Linked DNA regions of Drosophila melanogaster: all the other regions are linked to region 1. Evidence: chromatin contacts called from public Hi-C data. All regions are on one chromosome and are shown on one strand. The core of a region is the stretch at or near the end of the contact, and the rest is flanking DNA. Distances in the headings are between cores, read along the strand shown. Region 1 holds the start of nrv1 (nervana 1). Region 2 holds the start of CG13766. Region 3 holds the start of CG11050. Region 4 holds the start of CG31635.

Region 1 (3,687 bases), core at 857-3,356:
TGTTTATGGGGTCGTTGCCATTTTATTTTTCCACTAATGTCCTGCACATGACTTAAATTACCGAGCATTAGGCAGTGAAAAATCAAAGGACATGCACCACGAATTTGTGCTTAATGATAGGAATTAGCCGAAGGCAGGCCAAACACTTTACCCACTGTATATTCAGTTCTGCAAATAGTTTCATATATTAAATAGATATGCAGCCATATGGCTTTTGTTGTAGCAGGTGTGTCAATAGTTCTTAAGTTCTTTGCCGATTGGACTGAGAATTAGTATAAAATGTCGGAATTAGCATAAAAAGTTATTAGAGCTCTTCGGGGGTACACCTTTGGCGTCAATGTAAATAAATTATACATCAATTTAAACATTCGATAAACTTGAAGCGAACTTGGCCAACTTAATGAAAAGCAAACAAATGACGTCAAGGGAACTTTTCATTCGAGCTACCGATAAGCGAAGTACTCAGAAAATTGCTAAACACTATTTAAAATTGGTAGTGTTTCAGCAGTTGGTTCTGCGATCGGCATATTTTTCAGATATATGTACATTGATATTGTGAGAGCGTTAAATCTCACTATGCCTCTCAGTGCGAAACCTTGAATCTGTTTACAGAACCCATTATAAGACGGCAAATATTATTGGCGATAAAAGCAAAGTGCTCTCTACTCACCACCTCATCCCTCACGTTTTCCCCAATTCCCCTCCCTTTGGGAACGTGGATCCGTGTCCATTTTCGAAAGTCAAGAATTCGCATTAACGTTGAAATATGCTAGCCTAATTAAAAAGGCAATTCAACAATTTAGTAGATTGAACGTGTGTAGCCAAATGAACACACATATGTTTAATGTTCGATTCTAAAACTTTCTAGATTCTTTTCACTTAGCCATTATCACATTGCCAGCGGTTGCTCAAGGTGATTGTATTTCTTAATAATATTTTTATGACTGCCTTAAGAAATCCCACTTCATCATGTTGTCTCGTAATGAGTTTATCTATTTTATGGCGTTGACTAAACATTTTCGAGACACCGCAACGGAGATTTCCGTAGTTGCTTCTTTACCTCATCCCGTTTCCCACACTATGACTCGCCAAATCGACTGATAAGCCTGTAAATACGACCGCACGCTCCTCATATATAGTTTCCATTACCATATGACGGACAAGTGTCTAGTTATATACAATAAACAATCGCATTTTTGTTTCTATGTGCTTGGAGCTTGGAGTGGATGCAGATATCTCATCGGAGGGGCATGCAGATAAGTACTGGAGTGCCTATACTGCATGGAAATTTGGGAACTAGCATTCAAACATTCAAATTATATATTTTTCGAGTTAAAACTAATTCTAAAATGTTAAATGTATGTATTTAAAAACCACAAACAGACTCAATGGATAGAATAGAAATGACTCACAGTGGTTTTAGTCTTATCCTCTTGATGGAACCTAATTCTTAATCTTTTTCAGGCATTCATTTTGAAGTTGTCTACTGATTTTGTTTGTTATTCAGTAGAGTTGTAAAGAACTTACTCCAACTTTTTCCGGTGCGTCCGAAGAAGGTGCCTTCCTGGGGATTGTAGATCATTTCCGAGAAGGTTTGCTTCTTCGCTGGCTGCGGGAATTCGAATTCGCCTTTGGCGCCCTTTCCGTTATTCTTTGACATTGCGGCGCTGTTCTTTCGCACTTGTTTACGGTTAGCTTTTCAGTATTCGATTCGATTCGAAAATTTGGTTTATACTTTTCGTTGATGACGTGGACGGCGCGAAGGCTACGAAAACTGATTTATGTATACGTTGTGCTGTGTATATGCGATGATTCAGCAGACTCGAAACTGAATTCTCATTTATTTTCGCACTCGCAGTACTCTTGAATATTTTTGAAAAACGTGTAATTATGCAATTATTTGCGCCTCGACTGCTCGACTGGTCTTAGAGTTAGGAAAATAAGTTAGAACCGATTTTGGGCGAAATAAGCCGAATCAGAAGCACAAACAAACGGGCTGGGAGCCACGAGAAGTTGTTGCCAACTCTTGGTTTCCCTGCTTCCTGCGACTGCGAATGGCGATGCGTGCTGCGTGTTGCGCTCTCGGCGAAAGATCACCAACTAACCGAACGCAGCCCCAAGTCACCCAGCAAGGCGAAAACTCAGCACCAGTGTTCTTCGCCCCTCAACACTCACACAGGCTCACCACGCGCCTCGCTCTTTCTCTCTCGTTCTCTCTATCTCTTGCGTTCTCGCAACAAAAGCTTCAAGATAAGAGTGATTGAGCACTGAGGAAAACGGGGTACATTTTCAGATAAATAGTTAAGGTAAAAAGCAAAGAAGACTTTTCTGACCAAATTGACTCTTAAGATCGTCAAGATATGTAGGTATTTCTATTATTTCCGATATTAAGCAGTCTAATAACGCATTGGTTTCCCATTTCAAGCTCATGTGAGTGATATCTTAGAAAGAATTCTGTTGCAAGCGATTCCTACAGGACATTACTCATCCGCAATGTGGGCTGACGTCTTTGTTTAAACTCTCAGATGTTATTGGGTATACGAAACGTGACCCAAAAAAGCATTCCACGTATCTAGGGTCAATTTTCTTGCAGTGTGACGTCGACAGCTGTTGAACGTATTCGACACTTTGCCAAGCAACATGAAAAAGGCCAAAGCAAAAGCGTTGGACCAGGGGGGAGGTTATGTGGCTAAGGTGTGAGTGTGTGTGAGCTGGGGGTTTCGTGTGTGTTTTACCTCTTAATGTTCTCTCTATCTCTCTCCATCTCCTTAGCTGGCTACGCAAATAGAATAAATGATTGAGTGCAGACAGTGGCCAGACAACAACACACCCGAGGGCAGTTGCTTGGGCCATGCAATTTTCGCCAGTGCAGCTAAGTGCTTTGCATTCAAAGGCTGTGGAGCCTAGACCGCACTTCACCCTCTAAGAATGTGATACGCTCCTGCTTTATAAATATTAAAATACAAAGCACAAAGAAAATCACACGCATACTAGCACAAGTCGCACTCTCTCTCTCTATCTCCCGTTCTCCCACTCTGGCGTTGACATGCGCGGAGAGTTGAGTACATTGGCTCCACTACACACTCCACCCACGCCCCTCCCCCTAACAATCGCCACCACCATTGTTACTCTCATTATGCTGGCGTGCTGTGTTGTACTGCGCTTTGTTTTGCTTTTCCACGCTCTCCCCAAACGGGTGGATCAGTTTTTTGGGCGCTCTGTGCTTCGGAAATTTCCACGCGGAAATCGGGAAAACTTTCTTTGTTATTGTTCCTCAATCATGGTTCGTCGTCATCAGCATCTGGATAATGCTAACGCTGCACTGAGAAAAATAAACTGTTTCTTACTCTTATATTCCATAACTATTTGCATATAATGGCTTAAGAATTTCAAAAAGAACCTCATAAGCACTATCTTTAGGGAAAATGGTAGAAAATTTACGAGGATTTTTTGTCGAGTGTTTAAAGCGTTGCCAAGTGTCAAGAACTTTCGAGTTGATTAATTCCCTTAAATGTGCACTTCCTTCTGCATGGCAACCCCCTTGCCCCTTGCCACATGAACCCACAACTCCCCCAACAATGGGTTGCCATTGCCAATTTTCCTCATTCTTAGACTGTTGCTGCTGATTGTGGGCATGGAGATGCACGGATAAATGGCCACGGCATTATGTTATTGTATCTCGGTGCT
Region 2 (3,687 bases), core at 831-3,330, 220 kb before region 1:
TAACAATTTTCATTGTTCATTGCATTGCATTATTTGACACATTTTAAATTTAGTTTTGTGCTCAATACCAGTTCCGGGACCTGGCCATTTGGTTTCGTCTTAACCAATTAATTATATTCTTTTCATTTAATAAAGGTTTTACTTTTCATTTTAATAATATGGTGTCTAATATTTCATAGTTAGACTGCACACACATAAATTTAGTTTTGCGCTCAATTCTAGTTCTAGGACTAATCAATCATTTTAACACGTTTTATTTAATAAAGTTTTTCAATTTGTATTTTATTACATCAACGAAATAATACAAAGATAGTGGTACAAATTAAAGCAACAATATACCTCGCATCCATGGGAAAATTGTGCCGACAAAAAGAGCAAAGGGAACTTGCAGAGTCTGACAATTGGGTCCTAATTGATGTACATATATCTATCAATTAGGAGGGGGTCTAACAAGTCAATGGAATATTTGGTTCGTTTTATCACAGCTTCATCCGATTGAATGAAATAACAAAGTGGGACAAATATGCACGACCAAAGCATTTAATCAATGCACTCTTTTGGTGGCCACCGAAACCGCCCAGCTGAAATTGTGGACACCCTTGTAATGATAAAAAACACTGTTAACAGAAAACGTACAAATAAAACGTTCTAATAAAATAATAAATGTGCAGATAACGGCCTTATACAAAACTAATTTAATTAATTTCAAATTGGCAGAAAGGTTACAAAAACTGGATTTAAACGTTAGTAATAATTACTATATTATAATCTCCGAAATACTTTATTTTGCATCTGTGCCAAAGTTTAATGCCATCTTGCAAAGAGGCGTAAACCATTCCAAAGCCGATGGAATTGTTTGGACATGGCGCCGAAAAATATTTGGTAAACAAAAAAATAACCAAATAAACGAACCTTATCTGAGAAGACACATAATTACCGTGGGAGCAGCTAGTAGCAGATAAACATATCAGTTCCACTTGTCACTTGGGCGACGTCTAGTACCTATTTATGTATTTACAAGGGCAAAGTTAGGGGGAAGAGCCGAGGCAGAGCCCTGACCAGCTCAAGGTCATTTCTTATCTCCGCCCTGCGGATCCGACAAGAAGTACACGATCTTCAGAAGCTCATTGAACTTTGGCGTATGCCTGGGATGGCGTTTCTCAAGGCCAGCAATCTGCTCGAGGGCCACTTCCACATCCACTACATTGCCTAAGATCGAATGCAGGCGCTGGGGATATTTTCTCGCGGCTCGCTCCACACGTTTGCGCGTTTTCTCCAGCATACTCAGTTGTTCCTGGCTGCTTACTTTGTGGTAGCTCACCACCAGCGTGTTTAGTTGAGGCAGACTATCGGCCAGTGGGAAGCCGAAGTCTTCTGCATCAGATAGGCCAAGTCGCTCTAGACGCTTGCTTCCCTCCGACTGCAGAATGGTCGCCTCCACGGGATACCGATTTGAGGTTAGGTCCAGGTGCTTTAGTGGCAATTGATCCAGCAATTCTGAGAGATGGGGCAGCTCCACGGAGCATTCGGGTGCGACTAGGGTCTTTAAATTGGAGAGTCCAGTGAGGTACTTTCCCGTGATGTACGCACTTGACACGCTCAGGCTACGCAGTTGGTGACAGCTCTTGGCTATAGTGCTAATCATGCTATTGTTCATGTTCTCATCCGCGATGCAGAGCTCCTGGAGATTGCTGTAATCCCGCCGCAGATAGAAGGCCAATTCGGGTCGCATCAGATGGCGACCCAAGTACGAGTCGAACGCCTTTTTGTGCACGTTCCAAATGTACAGCTCCTCCATTGCGGGACTGGTCAGTTCGAAGAAATATATGTAGTCCTCCTTACTCAGAGGTTTCAGCATGGAATCAGATACGGAAACCTTCCGGTACCGCGGCTTTCGCCACACAATTAGGCAGAGGAGCTCTTTGAAGCGCGGCGCTAGCCTGGCCATCTTGATCTGCTCCACGAGCGGCAGGAACTCTAGTATATTGCATACACAGTCATCGTTTAGCCTCTCCATTTTAAATAAGTTAGAGCCAGTATAAATAAATAAGTCAATATTATGTTCTTGCTTAAAACAGTGGGACCAGGTAGCGAGCGGCAAAATATACCGAGCAATTCTGAAATGAAAATACTGAATGCTACGAAACTAGTTAGTAACTTTCAAAGTATGTATATACTAAAATAGTAGAGGGTATCTGTTAACGGTATCTCAACTAAAGTCACTTTTCTTGTTTCAAAAAACTTTTAATAGATGATAATTAGCGAAATAAAAGTGCAAATAAAAGATGTTATATTATAAATGATTTTCGTGCAAAGTATAATATTATATATAAAAGTATAATAGGTATATATATTAATCTCAATTGTTTTTAGTTTTCATTTACATCTTGCGTTAAAAGTTTCTGCAATCGCCACAACAGCAATTGGAAAAACTTTCTACGTGCCCGGCGGCCCGCAAATCGCATTGCATACGTATCAATTAACATTTTGAGTGGGTTTCCATGTTGAACTGTCACTTTGATGCGCATGCTGCGGCATTCGGCGCCCCCAGGATGACCCCCTCCCCATCCCACACAACAAAATCGAAAGGCCCCAAACCAAAGGCCAATATCCCAGTCTGACTGTTGCCGCGCTTCTTTGGCTCGCATGATTTGTGCGTGATCATGCGAAATGTAAATTATTTATGTATTGTAGGGGCATTATCCTGCAGCAGTATGGAGTTCTGCTTTCCCTCAGTCCAGAGTCCAAATTCAAGAGTATGAGTAGTCTGCGTCTCGCCTTCACAATAGCGCAAAAATAGCCAACTGTCGGAGGAACCCTTGTCAGGACATGGGACGCCAATTGATTGGCATTAGTGGCGGGATGGTGGCAATAGCTGATGTGCCCGGAATAACGAATCGGAGCAAAAAATTAAAGCAAACATTTAAAATGTACACTCCATCGCTATCGTAGATGCCATAAATTGGAATGGTGGAGAAATTAGGTCACTGAACCCACATCATGTTTGCTGTAAGCTGACACCTTTCTTGATTACATACGAGCACATATACATACCCTATAAATTATAACATACAATAAGAGAAGAACACATTTGGGCTGTCGTAGAATAAGGTGTACTTCAAAGACAGTAAATAATGGTCAAAAGTAGCAATTATCTTTGCTACGTGGTTTCTTTAACTTAATGAATAACAATGCTTAGTAAATTTGTGTTATATAATGACAATGACTAAGGATACTTCCACCCAATTGTAGGCCACTGAAATTGGATAATGACCGTGGTGACATACGTGAGTCATGGCCGTGACTGCGAATCCTCCTCCACCACCGATACAGATACTCCTGCCCCGGCCGCTTCGGGTTTCTCCATTTAAGTGGCCGGCAATTTGTGCCGGACATTTTCATCGTGGCGGCTCAATTACTGGCGTGATTAGAGCGGGCAACCATGCCATTTATGCCATCCGTGCATTATACACAATATTTTCATATTTGTTCCTGGGTGGCAATTAGACGCCCGCCGAAATCGCGTCGATAAATTATTAGCTGCCAAAACGATGGCTCTTAAAACTTGCCACCTCCTTCGCTGCGGATTCACGGTCTGCCTACATAGAAAAGAAAAAGCGGAGAAAGAAATGTGTAAAACGGCATCAAATATGCAACACTTTTTCTTGTTCAGCGCCTTGGCAAACA
Region 3 (3,687 bases), core at 872-3,371, 180 kb before region 1:
ATATGCTGACTGAATCAGAAGTAGAAGAACATTCAATTTAAATCTACTTTTTTCACAGCGCTTATCGAGTTAAGTGCAGTGCTGGCCGATGCATAATTCAATTAGCATATGGAAGCAAGCGGAACACTGCCTGCAGGCACTTCCTGTGTCCAACATGACGTATGCGCAATCCGGCACAAAAGATGGACTTGGGACTGGGACTGTGCGAACCGGTGCTGCTGCTGTTTCGTTATGAATTACATTTCAATATGCTTCAGCGTGTTCATCATTTATTAAGCCAGCTGGGCAGGCGAATGCCTGGTTGCGAAATGCCAATCGAGGAGCAGAGGATCCTTGAGCTCGTCCTGGGACTTTTGGCTGCCGACAGGAAACTGAAATGCTACCGAGTGCTTAGCTCCGTTTGCAATTTCCGTTTTGTCACATTTGTCTAAGTGAATGGAAATTTATGCAGCTGCTCCGGGCAAATTATGCTGCCTGGTTGCTGGTTGCTGGTTGGGTTAATGCTTTATTCACGGTCCAGCGCTTAATGAAAGAGTCATTACACTCATTCATTCATTCAATCGCTGATTCATTCATGAGCAGACGAGAGCGCGTGTCCTTTGTTTTCCACTTCCCATCGATTCCTGCCTCGGCAGCTCCTTGTTGTTGTCGTTAATTAATTGATTTCCATTGATGCCGGGGTAGCATTAATCATACGCCGCGTTGGCCCATCGACCGTGGCAGACTATTGTTATTCCTTCCTTAGTGCCTGTCCTCCAACTTCTTCTTATTCGCAATTTTTCCTGTCATTCGGCGCAGGCTTTCAATTTCCCTGCAGGAATGCAGTTTTCTGTCAAAGTTTTTCATTAGCGCTTCACTTGCCAGTTACGCAGCAAAATAAGGAAATGGATGAAAAGTTGCATCTGCTGAAATTGAAAAATTTTTGGTATGCCCCTCAAAGAGATTCAGCTGCGCCGGAAGATAATCAAGTCCTTGGGACATTGCAAAAATAAGTTGATGTTGCAAAATCATGCATATCTATATCAGTAAATATATAAAGGATATATATATTCAAACTTCTATCTTTTTTGTTGACTGAGTGCTACAACTTTTCCTAATGCCATTGTAAAAGATTTTAAATTGATGATGGGTAAAATTGTGCAGCAATTTATTCGAATCAATTATGAAATTTGCGCAAAAGATTACACCAATTTAATTGCATACCGCCGATAAAATAAATGTTAATACATTTTCCATTGAGGATTTCCACAAACGCAGTTACAAAAAAAAATACAAATAAGCCTGCACTTTGACTGCTAGTTGACCCATAAATAAATCATTTCCGCAAGCAAAGCGCTGTTGCATAATAGATGCAACGGATTTATGTGCGGTAATGTTGTCTAAAATATGCATAAGTCGTAACCGTCGATTTAAATTTATTCATAATCCGCATCGCCCAACCGGAAGCCGTCCAAATTATCGCCCAGTCCCCCAAAAACGCGACTGCCAACGTGACAGTTGGCTGGAATCAATTAAATTGGCTTGTGGTCGCACTGCCCTCCAGATCCATTGGATCCATTTTGGGCTTAGTGGTTGACGTTTTGACAGTTTTAGTCTAACTCATTCCGCGCTTAACTGCCTTAGAAGCGACTTATTTGGCGACCTATTTCTGTCAGAAAGCGATTGCAATATAATCTGGAAAGTAAATAATTATAACAAAGTAGCTACACAAGAAAGCGGTTTAATACAGAGCTTGAATCATGAAATATTAATAAAAAACAGATACACAGTGGGTATTGCTTGGGTTAAATCTCTTAAGTATTTCGAAGGATATTTAATCCTTCAAGCTATATGTTGCTGATGCGAAATCTTTGCGAATTCAATAAATCATCACAAATGTTACTTCTTTTTAATGATTTAAGCCATAACCATTTTTGCCCTTTAACCCTTTAACTTTACTTATTTTACTCACTCCTCCTTTTTGTTGCAGTGTTAAATGCAGGGCGCTGCCAGACTGCCAGAAAATGTTTTCATCCAAGTTTATCACCAATACAGTAAGGCTCGGAGTGAAACCACGAATTTCGGTTTACCCAGCCCTGATGACTCAAGCAAGCAGCTGACCGCCGCTGCTCGATGGCATTTTGCCGTGACCTGGTCACACCGACGCCAACAGCTGCTCGCGGTCAGAATAACGAAAAGTGTAACCGAAAAAAGACAATTGTGCAATTGCTGCGAAAAGCCAACACAATTGAATAAAAGAGCGCGCAACATTGTTTATTTGCCCGTCGGCGGGCGAGAGATCGAGTGGATTGGTGTATTAAATTAAAAATATTCATCGCAGCACGATGCACAGCGCTTGGTGATGCAGAATGCAGATTGTTGAGCTGTTGCATAAATTCCGTTAGTAATTCTAACTATTTCGTTTTGTTGTTGTAGTTGTGCGCGTGTGCGATGTGTGTGTGTGTGGGTGTGCGATGGTATCTAATTACAAGCGCTGTGGCCGCGGCGGTCGCGTTGCCGAATCAAAAGAAAGCATTTCAGTTTCTCATCGGCGGGCGCAGCTCATAGTCGTCAACATTGCAACGAACTAACGGTGCTTACGTGCCACACGACGCACACAACGTACCGCCACGAATTCCCCCTCCCCGCGATCGAACGCCTTCACCTTGAGCTGCCTGTCAATTCTCGGCATCGCTTCCTATTTATTCGCTGCCCCTGTTCTAACGGAACTTCTTGCACCCAGGTAGCCGAACTACACACACACACACACACACGTGCATCAGAGAAACAGCTGCGGCGGTAAAATAGTGCGCAAAATTTGAAGTCGATTGTGTGTTTCAGCCATTTCCATTCCATAGGCACATACATAGGTGCAAACAAACTTTAATTTCAAACGGTTCCATTCATGTATAAATTATTTAATTATTTCACTTTAGTTTTGTATATCATAATTTACTGCAAACTAAGATTTAAAACTCTTGTGATTGCTTGGAATTCCTGTTAAATCCTTTGTAATATTTTAGTGTTATTGTTTTGAACCGAACTGTACCAACATACATATAAACATACATTTTCATGTTTATGTTTATATGAGAGACTGGGAAGAAAAGTGCCGACAGCTGATAAGAAACTAATTATTTTTGCCCATCGATTGCACTTTGGACGACCTATAAAATTTAAAAAGCAATATCATTTTCGACATTGTGTTTTGCAATAAATAAATAATTTTTAATTGCCTCAGTTCGTTTTGTGTTTTTGCGAAAAGTGACTGGTTGTGTGCATAATATACATTGCATCAGCCTATTGAAGTGGAAATATCATTAAAGTATTAATACTTTAAATTTTTAAAAATATATTACTTGTCTCGCATTTTTTGTTGTTAATTAGTGTGAAATTACAGATCAAGTGCTTTCAATTCGTTTTTAAGTAGATTTTAATTATGCCTAAATATGCATATTTCCATAAATCAACAGAAACGTAGATAACAGTTTATCCCATGACACTTTATTTCTCATTTTCTCAGTCAAATTAATCGCATGCAATAAAACTGTTCCGAATTGTTGCTCATGACAACAACACTTACGATTATGTATTTCCCTCCCTTTCTCACCTACAGACGCCACTTGCACATCACGTGTTTGACTCAGGCTACAAATTTGTGGCCCACGATCTGAATTTGATCTCATCTGTGGTCGCGATGTTCTCACT
Region 4 (3,687 bases), core at 606-3,105, 140 kb before region 1:
TAATATCAGTCTTTAACCCTTCCGACTAATTTCTTTTCACCCCACTGTGCAATGTTAACAAAAGAAAATGGAATATTAAGAAAAGAGACAAAAAGCGCAGAGCAAACGCACACTATCAAACACGAAGCAAGAGAGCAAAAGAGAATGGTATAAAAAACATTACCTAATTGTTATTGTTTTTGTTTGCGTTTGCATTGCCAGAGAAGCAAAAGAGAGAGCCAGAGGGAGAGGGAAAATCGAGAAAAGCCAGTCGCAGATTGTTTGCGATTGTTGTTTGTTATCGCTTTTCCCCTCTGCACTTTTCGCATTTTTGTTTACGTGCCTCTGCAAGTGTGGGTGTGTGTGCGGCTGTACTGCGTGCAAGTGTGAGTGTGTATTTTTGTGGGAATAACACGCGCCCTGTTGCATGCAAAACTCAAATTAAAAGGCAAATTGCAATTGGTAATTACACAGGCAGTCGAAAGGGACAAACAATTGCACGCTCTTACTGCTCACTTTTCCTCGAATTTTGTTTTAGAATAAATACACAAATTACGTCACGCATGTCGGAGGACTACTGAGTTGTTAATGTTTTTTGCGAAGTTTTTCTTTGATTTCCGTGTTTCTTTTGCTCTCCACTTTTATCAGTTTCGGTCAAGATATTTGTATTTGATTTTACGCACCAAGGCTTGGCGCACTTTGTTTCCACGCACCCAAATCTCTTCTTTTTTTTGTTATACAACTTTTGGCGAAGGATTACTCTTTGTGCAGCCAATCAGTTTATGTGGCGTTTTATAGGGCATTTAACAGAACCGCGCTCCATTCAGCATAGCGTGCAGCTATCGACCATTAGGCATCCGCGACCCAACAACAACCGATCACAAAGACGTTGAAAATGCGAAAGATAGAAATAGAAACTGAGTTGCGCATTTTCATGCTGTGTCCAACGGGCGGTGTTGCCAGACTGCCCGCACGCAGGTTTGTGATAAAGGACTGTTTATGCTAAGTTAGAATTCTTGAATTTCATGAAATTACGAATTACGATCGAAATACGTTAACACCAATAATTTCAAAACAAGCATATTCTGAAGCAAGACCGTTTTTCCAATAACTGGACATTGATTATTATAATTAATAAAAGTGATTGAATTAAAACTGAGCTAAAAATAATAGCCCTATTATAGTTTTAGTTCTTTAAAAATTTTTTGAATTGGCGACGTGTAAGCCATTTTAAACTCTGCCGACGATCTGGCAACCCCTCCACGTGTGCTCTTTTCACGCACCCTCTCGCTCACACTCCCTTAAATCGCAAGCAACATACAACATCAAAACAATAAGTTTCTGTACACATGCTCCCGGATTTTCACTTAAATTAGCATCTTAATTATAAACTGCACAAGTTATTGGTTTTAAGGCTACATTATCGGGCATATCACACAAAGTTATCCGCTGCTCTCTTAATCGCTCTCTGAATTCCACAATATGATGTCAGAGGAAACCTTTTTCCGTACACTTCGTAAGGTAATAATAAATTGGAATCCAATACGCCAGCTTTCACTGAGTACTTTGTTGGACACCGGCGACTTTTTTCTAAAAAGCTAGCCCAAATTTTGCGCGTTACATTTTCGGGTGAAGTGCATAAAGGAAAAAAAAAACAAACTTCAATTTTCAAGGTCACTGCTGAAGTTTTCCAGCCACACACACGCACATAGTCCTGTCGTTTGCCACCCACTGCAGCACTCAGAGCGTTCCGAAACCGAGCATTAGGATTATTCAAAGTGAAGAGGCTTACTTCGCACTCAAATTTAGTTACTGGGTTTACAAAATTTCCTCCGATGGAGCCGCGAAACTGGCGAAACAATTTACGAGCTCTGGCCAGTGTTACCAACTGCTCCAAGTTCTCTATATCTGAGTTATTTCGCACAACGCTATCTGGCGCGCATAGTATATGGCATTCGCACTGAGTCGAAAAAGATAGCAGATACTGTGAACTAGAATTCAGATAACTTAAACAGAATGTATTTAAAACATATAAATTTCAAAGGCCATTAAATACAGCAATAAGATTTGATAATAAATCATATCTGTGGAATAGTTGAAACAGACCCGAAATGCCCCTTTCCTATTTCGGTATTTTTCTGAGGCCACACAGCATTCCTTGGCGCACCCAGTACGGTCACACGAATGAAAAGCCAACTCAGCTGAAAGTGAACCCATTTTTATACACAAAAAATTAGTAGCTGCAGCGAAATAAGTTGATTTCACACGACCACTGCGCCCCGAAAACAATGCAAAATGCGGCTGACCAACGAGAAAGCAACAATGCAGCCCCAGCTGAGTGATTTGGCCCTGGTCCTGGGCCTGTTGATCTGCTGTCTTCCAACTTTGACGTGGGCTGCGACTCTCTCCGACAAGCGACTGTGCGCCGACCCGAAATGTGAACGTAAGTTGTAATCTATGGCCAGACAAGTCAGCCTTGGACCTCCGGCACAGCCATGTCTCTTAAAATTGCATAATTAATTTTGCGTTTGTCTGGTTTATGCTTGCAGAAATCATTTCGATGGGCATTGCCAAAATCACCTACGCCATTGGTGGTGAGGGGCTGATATCCTTCAAAATCAACTCCCCCATCCGCGTCCTGTCCAAGAGCGCCGGTTCCAATATGCAACTGTGGGGTGTGGACATCAATGGGCGGCGCGGCTATGCCAATAAGGACTTTATCATGGAAAAGAAGATCCTCGTCCGGGATAAGGATCTATTGTACGAGGTGCCAGTGGTGGGACCTGGTAGTCCAGTGCAGTCAGTGGAGACACCAGTTCAGAGCGTCGAGACGACAGTGCAGCCTGTTCTTAACGCCTCTGAGTCAACCGATGATCTGGCAACGACTACAACGTCACCACTTGAGATAGCCGTTGATTCAATAGTGGTTGAGCACGACAAGCTGCAGGATCAGCAGGTTCCTGATCCTACTGCGGCTTCCAAGGCCCAAGTGCAGGTTATAGAAGGAACTGAGCTTCCCCTGGAGGCCATTGCAGCTACAACGGAAGGTAGCATTGTTCCAGAGACGGCAGCAGACCCCCAAGAAGCAACAAATCTCGACTCGACAGTTGTTGATACGAAAGAGCCACAGGCATTAAATTCGGAGGCCATTAAATTGCAGGAAGAGCCAAAAGCACAGCAACCTGCCACAGAAGCTGAGAAACCTCCCCCACTGCCCCAGGCTATCAACGCTGAACTGGAAGACGCTGACGATTTCGATTACGGGGATGACGAGACAGATGACGACTCCCAACAAGGTAGTCAAGATAACGAATCGATCGTAGAGATAGCAAACGATAACAAATCAATTAACGAATCGATTGAACTGAAACCACTTTCGGTCGCGCAACTGAAGAAAACAGATAAAGTGGAGGATTCAAAGGATGAGACTAAAGAAAAGCATGCAGAAATGGAAGTCTCCAAGCAGGAAGATTCTTCCTTACCCACTGAGACCTTAAATGTGACGGCACTCGAAGAGCAAATTGATCAGAAGGAATTTCCGAAGCAGGTACTGGATGCAGCCGTGGAATTAAAGTCGTCAGATCCTCTGCCAGTTGAGGAGGTCACCGAAACTGTGGCTGAGCCACCACGAACGATTGTCGAAGATAAAATTAATGAAGAAATAGTTCCGGTTTCAGCTAAAATCCAAGCAAAGCCTGCAACAGTTAA

Evidence for each region. Hi-C and Micro-C count contacts between places; a contact is called where the count stands out from the background.
Region 2: a Hi-C map of the Kc167 cell line shows a contact between it and region 1, with 6 times the contacts expected there. A contact is called at or near these places in 4 of 107 Hi-C or Micro-C datasets (the Kc167 cell line, cellular blastoderm embryo, embryo and 1 more).
Region 3: a contact with region 1 is called in a Hi-C map of the OSC cell line, with 4 times the contacts expected there. A contact is called at or near these places in 9 of 107 Hi-C or Micro-C datasets (the Kc167 cell line, the OSC cell line, the S2 cell line and 4 more) and 1 of 7 datasets of targeted methods (the Kc167 cell line).
Region 4: a Hi-C map of the Kc167 cell line shows a contact between it and region 1, with 3 times the contacts expected there. A contact is called at or near these places in 7 of 107 Hi-C or Micro-C datasets (the Kc167 cell line, the S2 cell line, eye imaginal disc and 2 more).

The regions. Positions count from the first base shown.
Region 1 is chr2L:6,784,755-6,788,441 of dm6, forward strand. It overlaps nrv1 (nervana 1), which reads right to left and starts at 2,107. Exons shown (of 4, transcript NM_057819.4): 1 at 1,528-2,107. The coding sequence starts at 1,660.
Region 2 is chr2L:6,564,101-6,567,787 of dm6, forward strand. It overlaps CG13766, which reads right to left and starts at 2,081. Exons shown (of 1, transcript NM_001298752.1): 1 at 12-2,081. The coding sequence starts at 2,017. The coding sequence ends at 1,070. Ent2 (Equilibrative nucleoside transporter 2) reads left to right here. Exons shown (of 1, transcript NM_001298751.1): 1 at 1-609.
Region 3 is chr2L:6,608,890-6,612,576 of dm6, forward strand. CG11050 reads left to right here and starts at 2,122. Exons shown (of 5, transcript NM_135208.6): 1 at 2,122-2,379; 2 at 3,596-3,687. The coding sequence starts at 3,677.
Region 4 is chr2L:6,647,259-6,650,945 of dm6, forward strand. CG31635 reads right to left here and starts at 1,856. Exons shown (of 8, transcript NM_001273210.1): 1 at 1,772-1,856. Tango1 (Transport and Golgi organization 1) reads left to right here and starts at 2,130. Exons shown (of 7, transcript NM_135214.4): 1 at 2,130-2,422; 2 at 2,529-3,687. The coding sequence starts at 2,275.